2 separate regions of the Zea mays genome follow, and region 1 is linked to region 2. A link is a contact called in public Hi-C data. All regions are on one chromosome and are shown on one strand. Each heading gives the region's core, a stretch centred on a gene start, on an enhancer-like site or on the middle of the called end of the contact. The rest is flanking DNA. Distances are from core to core; before and after follow the strand shown. Region 1 holds the start of LOC100193596. Region 2 holds the start of LOC103628112.

Evidence for each region. Hi-C and Micro-C count contacts between places; a contact is called where the count stands out from the background.
Region 1: a contact with region 2 is called in a Hi-C map of ear, with 1.9 times the contacts expected there. The contact joins the promoter of LOC100193596 here to the promoter of LOC103628112 in region 2. A contact is called at or near these places in 2 of 25 Hi-C or Micro-C datasets (ear and tassel).

What each region holds. Positions count from the first base shown.
Region 1 is chr5:33,035,642-33,039,495 of Zm-B73-REFERENCE-NAM-5.0, reverse strand. It overlaps LOC100193596, which reads left to right and starts at 1,933. Exons shown (of 6, transcript NM_001138699.1): 1 at 1,933-2,159; 2 at 2,267-2,346; 3 at 2,619-2,733; 4 at 2,829-2,881; 5 at 2,980-3,108. The coding sequence starts at 2,116.
Region 2 is chr5:32,718,403-32,722,668 of Zm-B73-REFERENCE-NAM-5.0, reverse strand. LOC103628112 reads left to right here and starts at 2,298. Exons shown (of 4, transcript XM_020538302.1): 1 at 2,298-4,241.

The DNA.
Region 1 (3,854 bases), core at 684-3,183, 320 kb before region 2:
AGAACTTGCTCATGTTATATTAACTAATCCTAAGCACTTTACCCTCCCAATATTATCAAGAAACTACCCTATATCTTTGAGCGAAAAAATTGGATTATTTATATAGAAAACAAAAACAAATAGATTGCTCTTGAGAAAATAAAAGAAGTAGATGGCCTAGTAAACATATAAACAAATAGGTAAAACCAAACTAGAAGAATAACTAAACAAGCCATATGAGCCAACAGAAAACGTTTTGAATTCAAATACCGCATCCTGTCGTCTTTGGTTTTTCACTGAAAACCGCTAAAAACCGGAAAAACCGACCAGTTTGACATTCTAAATTAAAAAATCCAAAACTTTTAAATAAAAATAAAAACCAATTTCGTGACAAAAACCAGCGATAAACGGTGAAACCGTCCGGGAAACCACCAAATTTCAGCGGAAACAGGTTTCGTAGGTTTTTAATTTTTTGACCTATTTGTATTTTCAAATTTAAATAAAACGAGGTTCATAGATTTCTTGACAAGAAATGGGTTTTCATTGTTTTTAACAAAAATACTAATTGCTTTTAAAAACAAAAATAAGATATACCAAAAAAAACATTTAGTATTTTATCATAATTGTTTTCTGATTTATACATTTTTATTTTTTGTGAATTTAAAACGAAATTTGAAAGAAAACATGGTGGGAAACCGTTTCCAAAGGCTGGTGATAAACTGGACCGTAGGTTTAACGTCGATTTTTTTTCAACCCTGGTTCTATCCCAGACGCCGTTTGATCCACAAAATGTAACGTAAATAGTAATGGTAATGATTCACTCTTAACGATCGGCGGTAACAAGTTTGAATAAGCCGATATCCATTTCTAGTGTGGTATCCAATTACGGTTGAACTTAAACAAATATGATTTAACGTTATTGGTTGTCCATTACGTTACCAATATGTGAACCAAACGGCACCCCAGTTCTCATCCCGTCTTATTGCATATAATCTCCTTGGAGAAGTCAGCTCTCCAGTTTTGGTATATCTTCATATTGATTTGTCTAAAGATATAGCCATTTCTCTAGTTCCAGATGGTCCAACGTACAATACTTTATGGTTGCATCACTAATGGTTTTGCCCGGCCATTAGTTCCCGTTTTGCATCACTAATGCTTGCATCAGTGGCTCTAAAACACGTTGTATCTCCATTGGGCCATGCTGGTCTAAGTCATCCCATATATTTGAACCATATAAAATTCAAATATTACAATCAAATAAAGTTTATCGCTTACTAAATTAAAAATATTAAACAATATGAGTAGCATTTGACCACATAAGTTCTAAATGTTACAACAACATTAAGTCTATGTATTACTAAATTAAAGAAACTACACAATATATGATTTATTAGGACGTATCGGCGCAAGCAAGACCCATACGTATGTGCCATGCTGGGGCCCAACAGGCCAAAATTTAAGACTTGACTTTAGACTCATGTTTTTAGCTCAGTCCATATTATTTCGTGTCAGAGCATACTTACTCATGTTTTTAAACCGTGCTCCTGCTGCCTAAAAAATACCACCCATATTCTCAGCACTAACCACCACCGCTGCCGAACCAAAACAGGCACCGGTTTAGGTTTTGCCCGGCCCAGTCCAAGTGTCCAACCCTACAGTAGTTAGCGAGAGGAAAACAGACGCAAATTAACCGTTTATTTACAAACCACCACCACCCGGCCCTACCTCCAGTTCGACACGCAGAGCAAAAATTCAGAAAGGCCCAATTAGGACAGTTAGAATAAAGGCGCCATAGGATCACGGATCACCGGAGGCGTTTTGCGTGATTGATTGCGTTTCGTAAGACTCATTTCTCATTTGTTTTGCTACGTTCGCTTTGTCCCTTTCCTCCTCGCCCTGTGCTTGTCTCGCACGTTCTCTCTCGCCTTCCACAGGCCCCCCTCCCCTCGCTCTCCCATCTCATCATCTCGGCGGCTGCAATAAAATAAATCTCGTGCAGGGGGGAGGGCGTACGACGACGTGGACGCACCGTCAAAGGCACCAGGCTGAGCAACCCCTCTCTCTCTCCCTCTTATCCCCAAGGCGAGGAGCGGAGCGGAGAGGAGGGCCCTTCTGCTTGTTTCTCCGCTTTGCAAGATGTCGTCCCCGAGCAAGCGCCGCGAGATGGACCTTATGAAGCTGTAAGGATACTGGACCTCTTGGTCTGTCTTCCAATTTCCCTCGGCATGTTCTGCTTGTTTTTTTTTTCTTGATCTGGCCTTCCTTGCCGGCTTTCTTGGCATCGCAGGATGATGAGCGACTACAAGGTGGAGATGGTGAACGACGGGATGCAGGAATTCTTCGTCGAATTCAAGGGCCCGGCCGAAAGTAATAACCCTCGCGCCGAATCCCAGCCTCCCCCCTCTCGCGCCGAATCCCGGTTTCTCCCCTCCCTCTGCCTCCCGGCGGGCTGATGATCCACGTGGGCTGGGGGGAGATGGGTTTCCGGAGAACTGCCAATCTACCCTGTCGATCGTGTTCAGATATTCTTGTTCGTTTAGCTTCATCCTCGATTGGTTGCTCAGTTGACCTGAAGCGTCCTTTCTTTTTCAGTCATACTTTTTTTTTTCTCTCACACGAACTCGTACTCCATTTGGTAGGTATCTACCAAGGTGGTGTCTGGAAGGTTCGGGTAGAACTGCCTGATGCATACCCTTACAAATCCCCGTCCATCGGCTTCATCAACAAGATTTATCACCCGAATGTCGATGAGATGTGAGCGTTATGGTCTTCAACTACTTTTCTTATTGCAGTTGAAGCTCAAGGAATTAACATTTCCTTACCTACTCTTGTTTGGTCGCAAAATGCAGGTCTGGCTCTGTCTGTTTGGATGTCATAAACCAGACATGGAGCCCAATGTTTGGTGAGAATACTCTCTTCCTTTCTATTGTTGCTATGAGCACTTTATCTTATACAATCTATAGTCTGAGCAAGATCTTTTTCTACATTTCTCTTTTGCAGATCTAGTAAATGTTTTTGAAGTATTCCTTCCACAGCTGTTGCTGTACCCAAATCCTTCTGATCCATTAAATGGGGAGGCTGCAGCACTGATGATGCGTGATCGGCCTGTTTATGAACAGAAAGTGAAAGGTACAGTGCTGCAGTAAAATCTTATGGTTGTTTTCAGTACATAGTCTATAGTTCTAAGATATTGTTTGGTTGAAGCATCACCTCCAGGTCTACCTGGCCATAATGTTCTACTACAGATTCATTCTTTTTTTTGTCATATGCATTGCAACCTTGAAATACTTGCTTATCGAGTGTAACCCACACTAGAATGTTCTCTTGCAACCAGGCTCTTTGTGCACCAAATCATAGAGAGAAGTTCTGGTCTTTTTTCCCATAACTTCGCTTTTTTACATTAGTTAACAGCAAACTGAGTTATCTTAATCCTATCGTGTTCAAGTTACACTACAACACAATCTACCAAGGTCTCCAAAATCTACATTGCTGACTAATATTGTTAAGAGAAGGTACTACCGATTACTAAGTTTGAGGAAATATAAGACCACCCGCAGTGTGCTACCAAAATGATGTCCGGAGAGGAAAGAGAGTATTCGAACATCAACATTGCATTCCGGTGCCTGGTTTTTCGTGTTGCAGTCATGATAACAGAGTTCAGTCATCGATGTCCTACACTGCGGCTCAAACCAGAGATGAAGCATCGATGCAGGAACAGCAAAGAAAATATATTTCAAGCCTGGCACACTGTGGGTGCTCTAGAGCACAATATTTAGTTACCTGACTTGAACATAAGAGGGCAAGCGTTGCACTGTCTGAAGAATATGTGCTTGCAACTTCAAATATTCTACTAAAACCGTGTCCCTTAATATAGC
Region 2 (4,266 bases), core at 1,049-3,548:
AAAAAATACCATAATATCTCAAATACTATAGTATTCTAAAAAAGCAGAGAAAATACTCCGCTTCCACGACCTAAATTGTAATGGTAAATGTCCAAATAGACGAACAGAAGTGTTATTTTTTAATCCGTGATATTTGTAATGGTATCGTTCAAGCCCAGAAGATTTATACACAATCGAGCTTTGCAGAGGTTGTACATGAAAAGTCGACTACTTAATTTCCCGCGACGTTCCCGCTCATAACTTTGGATTGGAACGCGAAGAGCCGGCATCGTCGCGACGGTCGGGCGGGCGGCCATATAACTCTCACTCTGGCCATTGTTGCTATATTAATCATCACAAGAAGATGGCACACACGTACGCCTTCCTAGCTACCTGATTGACCCGGCGGCTGTTCATCGACCAGACCAGAACGCTCGAGCCTAAGAGCTGCATCACACCTGCAGTCTGCAGATCGTCGGCAAATCAAACAATGGCCTCGTCGTCCTCAGCGGCGAGGGCGCACGTGGAGCGGATCCGGCGGGAACGGTTCTACATCGGCCGGGAGGAGCGGAACCCGCTAGCGGAGGACATCCACCAGGCGGTCAGCTACCTCTCTGAGGAGCTCTACTCCAAGGACGTCCATTTCCTCATGGAGCTCATTCAGGTATATATACACACATCCAACTATATACCTATTCCATTATATCGATCATTCGGTCGTAATAATCTTGTAGTGTAGGTCACATTTACTAGCTTATTTTTCTTCTTTGTTGTCGTTTTAATGTCACCTATATATTTGACTGAAGGAGTGAAGGTACTATTTTAATTTATTGAGAAATCATATTTGTATGCGCACTAATTAATTGCTTCAACAAAGTTCAATGTCTCGCAGAAGTGATTAAAATATGAACCCACATTTATACGAAATCACTTTTGGATTATTTCCACCCTCAAGGAACAGAATGAGTTGCCCCACTTGAAAAATACATCAAGGGTAGTTGGAGAAGTGCTTTTACGTATTTTCTGTGTAGATTTTTTCTAACTAGTTATTTAGGAAAGATAATTAATAAAATTAAATTATGCAATGTCCATTTTTTTAACTCACCAGGATTTAAAAACGCATTAATTATATCTGATTAAATTTACTTTAAAAAGTATATTTTCTAATCAAATAAACAATGTTTATTCGGTATTCTAACGGTTTTATATTAATTTAATCAAACTTATATGTTTTTTTATGAGGGCTAAAGTGGGCTCGACAAAAGATTTTGTATCATGTTAGATTCTTTGGCTCTAAGAGCGGATTCCTAAATGGAGACATATTTTAAAATATAGAACTCTAACACTTAAAACCTACTCGATCCTGAGAGGTCTTATTTCATAAAAATTAATCAAATAATTATAGGACTCATCTCTCATATACTAAATACAGAAACACATATGGAGTCATATTCTCTTTTTATACACTATTTCTAGCATTTTATTTTCTAATATATCCTAATCTCTCATATTCTAAATACAGAAACCCATATGCTGGAGTCATATTCTTCTTTTATACACTATTTCTAACCTTTTATTTTCTAATATATCCTAATAATATGATATAGGACTTAACAATAAGCTGTAAATATTTTTGTGACTAAACATTTCAAATTAGTTCCTACTTTAATTTTTAGGACTCAAATATATGACTTTTTGTTGGAGATGCTCTAAGAGTTCTTTTAAATTTAATCATGTATATTTTCATTTTAATTGTACCATAATCATAAATTACCTCTAAATCTTTCTCATTCCATATATAGGCAACGACTATTATGGAAGCAGACCTTAGGTGCAAGTGTGCAAGCAAGACTCCTGATCCGTTGGATCATAATCCAATTGCATGTCGTATTTAACACTTAAACTCTTTCACCACCCGCTCGTGCAACTTTATAAAAAACTCTCTAACAAACTACGATTATGTCCATGGTTGAATCATGATCCAATAGATCAGAACTCTTGCACCTAAGGCTTGCTTTGTATGTCGGTCATTGCCCCATATATGTTCTAATTAGCCACCTATTATCTTTTCAAAGACTCGCTTTATTCCAAAATAAAATCTATTTTCGAGAATTGATGAATTCATACAATACTTGATGTATGTGTTTTATATATATGTCTAAATTTATCATCATTTATTTGAATATAGACATACAAATTAAGACCTAAACGGGCAAATAGTAGCTACTATTTTAGGACTGAGTATGTCATAAGTGAGTATTATTATAAAGAAACTACTCCAAACAAGTAATATAATAACAAAATTACTCGTTGCCCACCCCTGCCCTCTCTCCTTTATCGTCCCCTCTATGGAATCAGAGAAGTTGCCCCGCCCCACTGCCTCCAGCTCGCTACCCACCGCAGCCGCTCTGTCCCCGTCGTCCGCTAATTGGAACCATAACCCCCACGGTGCTAAGAGGAAGACAAAAGCGACCTTCGGCCCATCTCTGGCGCCGCCTCGCTCCTTGTCCATCGAACTTCCAGTTCGTCCACTGCCCCCTACCCCCTTAGGCCACCGGGCATGGAGGCCCTCCGCCGAAACCCCAACGATTGCCGCGTTGTCCACCGCCTTCGGTCTGTCGCGAACTAAATTTTGGTTTAAATTGTGAAGTATACGAAGTGATTAAGGAGTGTATATTTCCTTTGTATAAACCTAAAATTGGGTTTTAGGTGGTTGGATTTGGATAGGAGCTCAATTGGAAATGATCTTATTGCACTAAGCGTGATAATGGTCTAGCATTGTGTTTCTCCATGGTACAAGAACACAACCATCACAGCACCTCGCTCCCAGTCTAAAGACCAAGAGACTTGCTTGCGTGTTTGCACTTAAGGGACTTATTTGCTTTGCTCCGTTCCAATCCTACTTTATTTATTTGAGAAGTGGCAACACTGTCCTCCGATTGACAGTTCTATCTTCCACAAAAGCACAACCATCTCGTGCTGCTTGAGAGGTGTTTGATGAATTGCTTCTAAAGTAGTATTTATTTCCAATTTAGGGCCTGTTTTTAGCTAAATTTTAGCACTTGAAAATCTAAACATGAGTGCTAAAAGTGAAGTGCTAAACTTTAGCATTGAATAATAATTTAGTTCCTGAAGATATGCTAAACTTTAGCACATTTGCAAAAGTTTAGCACATGAGATCCAAATAGGCCCTTAATAAAGGAAGATTATAATTCTTTTTGCATAGGATTGATCAGGCTTAAGTTAGCATTTAGTGTTGTTGCTTGCCATAGAGATATTTTGGCGGCTGCTTTTGCAAAACGCAACACTACAGAAAGATGAATATTCTTTCATTAGGCAGGAGACAAGGATATAATTTAGGAGATTTGGTTGTGGCAGTATAGGTGGCTCACAGATGAGAGTTTTATTTGGGTCTCATGGCGATGGTTCATTGAGAACTTGGTCTTCCAATGGGAGCATATGACTTGTGCTGCTTCGTATATTGGGTGCATGCACCTAACTTACCTGAAGAGCTGTTGTTTGGATTTATGTCAAACTGATGATTGGTGAAGGTAAATAAGATGGTCGTGGGTTTATGTTGTGTGGTATTACAATTGTTGGTTAAGTATGTAACATTTTATGAAAGAGAATAATGTCAAAGACATGTCTAGCAGGCCAGAACATCTAACCTGTTTTGTCAATGACCCTCAAGCCGAAAACCTCTGTAGCTCTTATTTATCGACGTCAGAAGATATTATTTGGTATGATGCCATGATTAAATATGTTTTTATCGAACGCGCAGTAGAATGATTAAATATGTTGGGAACCCTAGTGGTTACAATTACAAGTTTATCAATCCGCTCCATCGATTGTCCTTTTATCATTGCTGTAGAGAATAAAAATGATTGTAACCAAATGGCCAGCTGCATGATTGTTTGTGCAAATCTGAAGCAATGTTATTTGAATGTACAATAGCATCAGCGTAACATTTTCATTATTGTTTTAATCATAAATAGATGCTGCTACTTCATGGGAAATTACATGCTTGGCCTAATCTGTCAAATTTTTTTAGAATGCTGAGGACAACGAATATCCGTTGGATGTGTCGCCAGCACTGGAGTTTGTCATAACAGAAAAGGATATTACTGGTACAGGAGCTGACTCGACACTTGTTGTCTTTAATAATGAAAGGGGATTTTCGGCAGCAAACATTGAATCCATATGTAGGATTGGCAGGTCCACTAAGAAAGGGAATAGACATCTTGGCTACATTGGTGAAAAAGGTACTTGTGTGGCATGAGAGTTAAC